Regions from separate parts of the Zea mays genome. Here regions 1 and 3 are each linked to region 2. Evidence: chromatin contacts called from public Hi-C data. All regions are on one chromosome and are shown on one strand. The core of a region is the stretch at or near the end of the contact, and the rest is flanking DNA. Distances in the headings are between cores, read along the strand shown. Region 1 has its middle 60 kb from the start of LOC103650483. Region 2 holds the start of HMT-3 (Homocysteine S-methyltransferase 3). Region 3 holds the start of LOC103650483 (paired amphipathic helix protein Sin3-like 4).

Region 1 (3,647 bases), core at 241-2,740, 270 kb after region 2:
CGAAGCTCCTCTACCGCCCTTGCCTCTTTCAGGTAAGTTAGTCTTCCACTAGCTTTCCTAATTAGTCAGCCAATGGCGTCTCATACCACCCTTGTGGTAGCACTGTTTTCTCGGGTGGTTCTCCATGTTCCGATTAACATGATGACCTTATCATGAACAGTAATTAAAATAACAACATAATTGGAACATGATCTTAAAAAACATTAATTTCCCAAAACCAGATAAAGCAATAGCAAATCTACCCAATAGTTCATTTGTTTGCAAGGTGTGGGATAACAATGCTAGGGAAACCTATTAGGTCCCATCAAATTAATTCGAGTATGTCATAGTGTCACTATTAACAGGAACATTATTAGGTAAAGAAAAGTGATCAAGGACACAACTTGCCTTAGACTCGAGATTCCTAGGTATCAACTTGGTCTTGGGATTCTCGTGACCTCACCGCTATTCGTAGCAATACATACAAATAGACAAGGATCACATAAAAATAACAGTACATCAAACATGAGAACAAACAGCGTAAAAAATATTCTACGCGATGCTACGAGAGCGTAGGTTCGAGAACCATTAAAATCGGAGCTAAAACAAAGAATTTATGGATAAAACAATATTTTAGATGCAATAAGCTAATAGATGAGATCTAACAGATATTGCATTTAAACTAAGCTGGTATTAAATTAAAATATTTGAGTTGGTATTAATCATTAACAATTATTTATAAGATGCGTAGATTAGAACTATAAATTAGATTAACTAGATTATCTAGCTAATTAACATTAATTAAATAAGTAATTAATCAATTAATTAAAACATGTGGCATAATTAAAACAAAGTTATTACTACGTACGCAAAATTAATATGAACCTAACATAACTTGAACAGATTAAAATAAATTATTTGACTTAGAAGATATCACATTTATAATAAATTAGTTGAGATGTCAAGAAATAAATAACATGACACGATCTGATTGGTTAGATCGAGGTCACGTAAAGAATTACATGATAAATAGACGTAATATATGGGATCTTGGTGTGGCCATATTCTACCTTTTTCGTATGTGATCTGTTGACGCAGGCATCCCTCCTCGCCTACAGTAGCTCTACTTGGGCGCGCAGCGAGAAGTGCCCATGGCAGTGTCCATCATCCTCCGCGGCTTCTCTCTCTCTTCTCTAGGCTCACAGCGTTTGACGTCGATCTCTTGACCGTGGCGGCCCCGCTCTTAGCTACGCTCGTTCTACTACTTCGATGCCCCACGACGCTGGCACAGATGGCTGAACAGAGGGTAGCGGCGAACATATATAGTGCCAAGACCATCAAGGGCGAGGAAAATCTGATCGGACCGCAATGGATTCGGCCGACGGCGGTTATGAAAACGAGTCTGTTGACAAACTCGAGCGATCATCCGGGAAAGAAGATAGCCAATCCGGCCCACTACACAGCGAGCCAGCGTCCAGCGACATAGAAAAAAAAATTGGATGATTACATTAGGTGACCCAAATTGAGGCTAGAAATAGAAAAAAATAAAAAGGAACGTGGGCTACCTTTGGGGTTGGATGGGCTGGTCCGGTAAGCTTCGGTCACTTTTTTTTATTCTTTTACTTATTTATGTTTTCCTTTGTTCAAGTTTGAATCCCAAATTCAGTTTCGAACTTCAAACTCAGGCTGAATGCGCAAACAAAAATCTCAGAATGCGATGCAGGGTTTATTTTTATTTTTGTTTATTTATTATCTTATCTATTTGAATAATTGCTTCAAATATATAATGCGCGCACACACAAAAACAATCTATTTAAGAAAACACTCTTTTGAATGCATAGTCTAATTAAAGGCACACTCAAAATTCAATGTCTTATTACCTACTTATTTTAAGAGAACATAATCTCCATAAAGAATATTTTAGTTTTAAAGCTTTAGAAAATATTTCAAAGTATAATTTATATGAGAATCTTTCTAATTCGCTTACAAGAAAAATATATTTACCAAAGATTTTGAAAGAGTTTTACCAAAATCCCAAATTTGGGGTCCAAAACCCGGGCGCGAACTTCACTAAGTGTGCTGGGATCAAGTCTCACACATATGATAACACATGGTACATAAACGAATGTCACATCTTTAATATATAAAGAAGTTGTGTACAAAATAGTTAAATAATTACATCATACGAAGACAACAATCCAGCAACCATAGTTGACTGGGAGACGACGACCTAGACCACTCACGAACTCATCACAGCATCATTCATGCGTCTCATCCTGTGGTCCCTGTTCTTGACCTAGGAGGATATGAGTACAACAAGGGTGAGCTCACATGCGTTCATGGCTCAACAAGTTGTGGAAAATAATGTGCATGAACTTACCAAAGGTGGGAGCTCATGTGAAGTGTAAGGCTTACCAAAGAAGATGGTTAAAGCTGAGTGTTGCTTTTAAAGTTGGTCAAAATTTTATTAGCAGTTACTAAGTATAAGTAGATACCAACCCAATTAAATAAGAGATCAAAATTAATAATAACACCCACAATGCAATGCATATGACAAATTAAGTTTAGTTCCATAAATTACTCATGTGAGGGTCCGAGCTGCTCATGACCGTGAGCACGGCCGATATACCAGTTTTACACTCTGCAGAGATCACGCATCTTTACCCACAAGCCGTGTTACTCATTTGCCAAGGGATTGCGACTTCCCATTCATCTCTGCTGAGGAGAAGAGGCAGGGTACCAATACGAGGCATTTATAAAGTTCTACTAGCTTTCAAAAACTTGCTACGATTTTTGAGAAGGGAAATATAGGAATCCCTCGTCCGAAAAGTCATCGCAGCGTGATCGACCCGAGAAACTCCCTATACGCAGCTCCTCTACCACCATTGCCCCTTTTAGGTAAGGTAGTCTTCCACTAGCTTTCCTAATTAGTCAGCTAATGGCGTCTCATACCACCCTTGTGGTAGCACTGTTTTCCCGGGTGGTTCTCCATGTTCCAATTAACATGATGATCTTATCATGAACAATAATTAAAATAACATAATTGGAACATGATCATAATAAAACGTTAATTTCTCAAAACAAGGTAGAGCAATAGCAAATCTACCCAAAAGTTCATCTGTTTGCAAGGTGGAGGATAACAATGCTAGGGAAACCTATTAGGTCCCATCAAATTAACATGAGCATGTCACAGTGATTAAAAGGAACATTATTAGGTAAAGAAAAGTGATCAAGGGCACAACTTGCCTTAGACTCGAGATTCCCAGACATCAACTTGGTCTTCGGATTCTTGTGACCTCACCGCTATTCGTAGCAATACATACAAATAGACAAGGATCACATAAAATAACAGTACATCAAACATGAGAACAAACAACGTAAAAAATATTCTACGCGATGGTACGAGAGCGTAGGTTCGAGAACCATTAAAATCGGAGCTAAAACAAAGAATTTATGGATAAAACGATATTTTAGGCGCAATAAATCTAATAAATGGGATCTAATAGATATTGCATTTAAACTAAGCTGGTATTAAATTAAAATATTTGAGTTGGTATTAATCATTAACAATTATTTATAAGATGCGTAGGTTAGAACTATAAATTAGATTAACTAGATTATCTAGTTAATTAACATTAAATAAATAAGTAATTAATTAATTAAAACAT
Region 2 (3,487 bases), core at 613-3,112:
AGAACCTGAAGCCTCCGCCGATGAAAGTCCTTCAGGAACTCTTTCGTACCAGCTTCACCATAATCCCCACTATTTACAGCGAAACGGAAGTGAATATCTGGCATGAGTACGTGAAGACATGATCTGTGTCGTTAAGTAGTTGTAAATACCTGTACTCAGAGCCATCAGCAAGATAAGCCCCATAACTCCCTAGAGCTGCTGCAACCAGAATAGGATGCTGTATAGGAGTGGATTTCTCCAAATGTTCCTTCAAGAACATCTCACGGGCTTCCAGTGCAATCTGAACACTCTTTGTTAACAAGTTTTCACTTTGTTCTTTTGAAAAGCCCTTTGATTCAAACCCTTGGATAGTGGCCTGCGGTCCCAAGACGACTGTCAGTATCACTGACAAATGAACATCACATGAAGCTGAAAAGTTGGGTGTTTACAGCACCGAACCTGATACGATGCTGTGATTATAATGTTCGCCCCAGCTTCTAGGTAGTCCATATGGACCTGGTTCACCAAATACATAAAGGGTTATTAATGTGTCATGGTAGTCTGAAAATGACTGTTTGCCCAATGAAACAAGAATGGTTTATTTAAATGAAAATACAAAAGTACATAATTCGTTGGTTAGGTAAAGAACAAATAAGGGATTTGAACAGACATCACGACTGCGAAATTGCTATTCAGTTCTGTTAAGATAATAGCATCCGGGTTATTCACTGTTAATTAGAGTAGAAGTTCACATATACTAGCCCAGAACTACCTTCGGAAATAAATCACATAAACACCTTTCCCCGGACGTACATGTCTAGCCTCCACAATGAATTGGGTGGGTCAAACATGAGTTCTGATTTATGAAGTCGACAGTGAAGGACTCAGCTGGGGACAAGTCTGGATAAGAACAAGAATGTTCTGATCCAGGGCAAGCTCAAAATCATCAGACAGAATAAAGTTATATTCCTGAACCAGTCACCAAATTCAGTCGCTAGCATAAGCTTCGTCCCTTGACGCACGAGCCAATTCGACAGCAAGCATGGGCTCTATTCATTCCAATCTCCGCAACATACCCATACGCATAGGAGGACATGCCACTGTCCTGTGCACGATGCGGTAGTAGCTGTGGGGACGTTCTCAAATACATTCTTTTGCTGCGACGCTATTTCCTTCCAAGACCCTCGGACCATGAAAACAAAAAGAAAGCATCCCCACTACATTACCTTGCAATAAATTAGTAGACCGTATTAACAAGTAGTGACCCGTCGATCCCACCCACGCCAGGCCAAAATCTCGGCTCGTCACTAGTTAAGTGTTCCGAATATAGAAGGAACAAAAAGAGGGGGCAAATAAAAAAAAGGCAGGCAGCACGGCCGCATCGCCGCGTGCTTGGGTCCTCCCTGGCTCGAAGTCGAAGAACAGAGGGCGGAGATCCAATCAAACAGATCGCCAGAAAGCACCCAACAACTTTCCATTAGGGGATAGCACGGGACGGCGGCCGAATGGGGCGGCCTCGTACGAAGAGTGAGGGTAGCCTTAAGGAGGGTCGCGGGCGGGCGGGCGGGCTTGCCTTGCGGATGAGGTGCGGGGAGGAGAGGAGGCACTTGGCGCTCCAGAGCGGGTCGTTGAGGTCGGCGCCGTTGGCCTCGAGCTCCGTGGCCAGCCCGCCGTCCAGGACCAGGCGCCCGCCGGCGGCGTCCACCCACCGCCGCACCGCCCTCTCCGCGCCGCCTTCCGCCGTCCCCACCATCTCCTGCTGCCACCGACGTGCACTCGTGCTAGGATAGGGTTCAGTTTGGAGGAGCGCTGCCCGCTTGGAGAGGAGACCAGACCAGGGTGAGGGTGGCTGCCTGGCTGGCGAGTCTACTCTATTTTTTTTTTTGTTTTAGCTTTTTTCTGTTCATAATCGTTCATTCTAAACAGCTTAATAATGTTAACAGCGAACTATTAGGTAGAGATTCTAAACAGGGTACTGTTTATTTCATTTTAAGATTATATAATCTAGCTTATAGATATCATAATTTAGATATATATATATATTATATATAATTCCATCTAATAAGTAATAATAATATATATTGTTTATTTGTCTCTTAACTTATTTAAACTTGAGGGTAAACAAATATGGTCTAAATCTGAAGCTAATAGAAATGACTAATATATACAAGACTGCGAGATTATTCGAGTCTATATCTATATGTACAGTATGTATGAGTGAGTCAAAAATAACGTGCTTTACGGATGGCCGCTCTCCTGAAAATGCCCACATTTTTCATGCCACCATGGTCTTTCGTGTTCAGTTCCGCCAATATATCATATTATTACCGCTAAAGAAATTTCGGTTCTCAACTCGGTCACGGTCACAGCGACGATATTTCAAATTAAATTATATTCTTATGGGAACGTATTACTACTACTAGTATGAATTTTAAAGATGTCACCCTCGGTCAGCCTGTACCAAACCTTGCGTGACCGCGACTCTCCCCGTGAGCGCGTCGTCAGCAGATAACAAACGACAGCCAAGGCGGCAACCAGAGCATGCATGATACGTGCGCGGCAGCGGCGGTGCGTGCGTGCGGGTTCAGTGCACCTACCCACAAAATTGGCAGCGGTAATGCACCTACCCGCATTCGTAGGTGAAATTTCTGCCGTCGCCAACCTGTAGCGCTGTCCGCCTGTCCCTTCCCTTGTGTCATCTCAAATTACAGATCTCTCTCGCTGCCAACTACTCAGATTTTTTACCCTCCTCTCGGTGCTGTTACTGTCATCTAGACACATCTTATTCCTGCTGTCGATATAGATAATATGTTCCTTTCAATGCCACTAGAAATAGACCGCGCCCTATTAGGCGCTATACCAGCCAATTATAAATAGACTACTAATATCAAGCAGTATTAGTGGTCTTTAACATGTTCAGGTCTTGCACAGCAAGGCAACAGGTTTAAATCCCCACAGAAATCATACTATTATGCTCTTGAGAGTTTCTACTTCCCACAATTAGGGCTACCAGACACTCATCTAAAAATTGCTATTTAATTCATAGGATAATGAATTTTCTAGTTACCTCGCCTAATAATACTCACAAGTCATTGGTTATGCATATCAAAAACAATATTTAATGGTCTGTTGATGAATCCTATCTTTTAAATTTTCTCGGATGTTGGAAGATATTGATATACTTTGGACTACAGGTGGCAACAACTATTTCCGAAGCTACACACTTTTTCCATACTTGATCCGCCCAGCCATTAGAGCCATCTCGTTTCCATTCACCAAACATAGTTGGATCACCAACAACATTGACAGTTATCCATATACCATGAACAAGTACAGGGGTCGTGCCAACCATTTCACTAACATATATGAATATAGTCGTTTCACCTCATTTTTACTCAGCAACATAGTAGTCACTTTGGGTTTGGATACACTGTCACCAGTTCAATTTTACTCAGCAACATAGTCTGCCCTGTTTCTAATCCCTCAGGTTAGTTGGGATGTGCTGTTG
Region 3 (3,447 bases), core at 698-3,197, 340 kb after region 2:
AATTGAAAATTCTATAATTTGTTGATTCACCTGAACTGTCTGAGCTCTCATGGCAGAATGCATTATAGCATTCTTGTCATCATTCCTAACTTTAGACTCTTTCTCAGGATCGCTGTCCCCCTCGTTACAATTGAATGAGGACATGGTAGCAACCCCTGGTGTATCATCACCGGTACCCTCCACCTTTCTTTGAGATTTGGGACCAGATTGTTCTGCATCCAAATCTTCGTTTTCATATTTGTCATTCTTCCTATTCCTTTTATAATATCTTCTATGTTGACCGTGGCAGGCATTACGGACTTTGTCCTTCCCAATACACCCCTTTTGAATATCATGCTCAAGATCAAGGCGATCAACACTGGAGTCCGAATCAGCAGCTGATGGAAGAGCTCTCTCCCTCTGGAGATATAGAGAAGATAAGAACATAGCATCTTGAAGTTTAAAGGTAAATGCAGGAACAAATCACTCTGTTCACAAAAGTAACAAATATTTGATTTGAATAAGTCAAAGTATGTAACATTTGAACAACAATTTGCCAACCTATTTACCAGTTCAGTGTACAAAAAAAAGTGCCATCAATAGATTCACATACAAAGGAAATTTAAGATTATCTTAGTGTTATCGCAATTGTGGAGACTGTCCTAAAAAGGATATGGCCTACATTGTTGGAGGAGAGTAAAAATATAGCAATTGAAGAAGCAACTAGAATTGAAAATTCTATAATTTGTTGATTCACCTGAACTGTCTGAGCTCTCATGGCAGAATGCGTTATAGCATTCTTGTCATCATTCCTAACTTTAGAGGTAGTGCCTGCCTCCGGAGGAGGTATGGGCGTATCAGGCAAGAAATGAGTGAACTCCTCGAGTAAATCTGGATGGCCGTGGAACAGCAAGGTGACCTGCAGGTAGGAGACAAAAGGTCATTCAAAGCAAAGCAGAAGAGAATTACGCACTGGCAATGTCATAGCACAAAAAGGACGTGTGGAGAGAAAGCATGATATTGGTACCTCGTCGTAAACATCTTGAATGGGCTTGTTATCCATGCGGTACATACTGAGGATTCCCAGGAATGACTTGTAGACATGTTCCTCCTGCTGGAATCGTATCTGAGAGAGAGAGGGATAGGTAAGGTAATGAGAAGGATGCATGATTGAGGCAATAGGGAGGGAGGGAGAGACAGCAGACCTTAATCCTGTTGACAAGGTTGATGGCCCTGGGATAATCGACGGGCTCCTTGTCCTCGCTGAGGTCCTGAGGCCTGATGGCATGCCCCTTGGGCAGGAAGGCGTTGATGCCGAGGACTAGGTCCGGGTAGCCGTGGAAGAGGGTCTTGACACGGGCGATCAGGCCGGCGCTGTCGAGCCTGTTGCTCTTAAAATCACGCATGACCTGGAGGAACTGTTCGTACGTGTGCCGCTTTTCCTGGAAGTTGTCCTTGACGGCCTTGATGTAGGCGAGGGCGTCTCTGGCGGTGAGGCTCCCGCTCCCACTCCCGTTCCCGTTCCCTTGCGCCGGGGAAGGGGGTGGCGGCGGCGGGGAACGAGCCATGTGGAAGGAATCTGAGGGCAGCCGCCCACCCAAGGAAGGAATCGAAGAATGGAGAATTGGTTCGGATCGGATCGGATCGCCTAATCCTTGATCGCCTTCGTCCACCGGCGCCGGCGGCGCCGGCGTCTCGCAAGTCGCAGCCGACGAAGCGACGCCCAAACGTGGGGAGATAGAAGGATCTATCTAACAAATGAGAGAGCCGATTCCAGACGAAGCGACGCTCACACCTCGAGTCTCTCAAACCTCACCACACCAGACGGAGATGGAGACGATGGATCACGTATTCACGAGCGCCCTAGCGACGGGAGAAGCAATGGAAACCGCGGCGGCAGCAAACACAAAAACCGCGTGGGAAGTGAACTCAGGCTGAGCAGCGTTTATTTATAATAACTAGCGGTGGCGCCGGGCTAGAAGAGTTTCAGTTGCTGGTCCTCATCTTCATCTAGATTTTCCACGGCTAAACGATCCAACGGACAGTGTATTTTGAGTGATGTGGATAGTCTGATTAATTAGTTAGGCTATCTTCAGCAGTTTACTAATCTTTATATATATATATTTAAACTTTATTATATAAATAGTGTAGTCTGTAATACAAAACCATATAACTGAACTATTGGATACGATCTTAGAGACAGATAATTTCAATAAAACTAGTAACCGACGTATATCCTAGGCGTGTTGAAAAAATTAAATGATCCAACGGACGTTGTGTTTCGAGTGACGTGGATAGTTTGATAGGTCAGTTAAAGGCAATTCTTTAATATCGGACGACCAGATTTTCAACAGTTAAAAGATCCGACAGACATTATTATCTTTTGACTGACGTGGATAGTTTGATATGTCAAGCATGCTTTAATATATAAAGATATCGGTATTAGAACTAGATCTAGGCCTTTCTTGCTCATCAAATACTCCATCCGTCCACATGATTTAGTCATTTTGGGTTTGTTCTATGTCAATCATTGTCAATTTCCATTGGTTATACTGGATGTTTTATAAGATTTTACAAAATAAAAAAAAGTTATTAGATTTATCGTGACTTAAACTACCATACTATGTAATTCTTTTAGTTTAAAATAATTTAATCTTATATATATTATTGATCATAGCTAAAATAGTTTGACTTAGGACAAACCTAAAACGACTAAATCATGTGTCCTAACCACTAGATATTAAACCATAAAATAATACCCTTGGTGGGGATCATGGGTGTGGTGTTCACTACCATCTCGTTCATCAGTGAAGTTTTGTGCTAGTATAGCAACGGTCGGGGAAGCGACGTTGGTGACGGTGAAGATCGGTGGTGGTTTCCCATCATTGGCTGCGCACCCTCGTGGATTAGTGTTAAGGTTTTGTCGGTGGAGAGTACGGCTCAGACGAACAACATGCATTTAGTCGCCGGCCTCCTTCCTTATAGTTGAATGTGATGGGAGCCACCAACCATGTAGTGTTGGACGCCCTCGATTAGGGTGCAGATCAAAGGCCCAAGATGACAATTGGGCTATCTTGGTGGAGAACAGTCCAACATCCCCCTAATCTCATCTTTACTTTAAACTTTAACTTTAACATTTTTCACTTGACTAGTTCCATCACAGATAAGTGCATAGAGCATGTTTCATCATCATGGTCAATCATTGATTGATTTAACAACTACAATACATGTCTCTGGTTCGAAACAGTTACTTTAACTTTGGGCCCTTTTATTGTCTAGGAATCATAGGCTTTCCCTTAAACACATGCCGACTACTTGTTCTCTGAACATGTTGGGTGGTAAGCATTTTGTAAGCGGGTCCACAAGCATCTTTTCAGTTTTTATATGCTCAAGACTTATAATTTGATACCGGACCTTATCTTTCACAACATAGTACTTTATGTCAATGTGTTTGGCAACACCACTTGA

The links. A called contact is a pair of places that touch in the nucleus more often than the background predicts.
Region 1: a contact with region 2 is called in a Hi-C map of ear, with 3 times the contacts expected there. The contact joins the enhancer-like site here to the promoter of HMT-3 in region 2. A contact is called at or near these places in 6 of 25 Hi-C or Micro-C datasets (bundle sheath, ear, endosperm and 2 more).
Region 3: a Hi-C map of leaf shows a contact between it and region 2, with 6 times the contacts expected there. The contact joins the promoter of LOC103650483 here to the promoter of HMT-3 in region 2. A contact is called at or near these places in 14 of 25 Hi-C or Micro-C datasets (bundle sheath, ear, endosperm and 6 more) and 1 of 3 datasets of contacts at active chromatin or transcription factors (seedling).

Annotation. Positions count from the first base shown.
Region 1 is chr3:122,104,889-122,108,535 of Zm-B73-REFERENCE-NAM-5.0, reverse strand. No RefSeq gene overlaps it. Among protein-coding and RNA genes, the nearest start is that of LOC103650483, 60 kb to the right of the region's middle. Within about 2 kb of position 1,490, at least 10 of the 20 cell types and tissues checked have an H3K27ac peak or open chromatin away from gene starts, as enhancers often do. A contact at or near this core is called in ear, leaf and tassel, where this site is marked.
Region 2 is chr3:122,379,990-122,383,476 of Zm-B73-REFERENCE-NAM-5.0, reverse strand. It overlaps HMT-3 (Homocysteine S-methyltransferase 3), which reads right to left and starts at 1,862. Exons shown (of 7, transcript NM_001111543.2): 1 at 1,553-1,862; 2 at 439-495; 3 at 150-355; 4 at 1-69. The coding sequence starts at 1,732.
Region 3 is chr3:122,044,795-122,048,241 of Zm-B73-REFERENCE-NAM-5.0, reverse strand. It overlaps LOC103650483 (paired amphipathic helix protein Sin3-like 4), which reads right to left and starts at 1,947. Exons shown (of 12, transcript XR_004857182.1): 1 at 1,185-1,947; 2 at 1,007-1,105; 3 at 737-898; 4 at 31-399.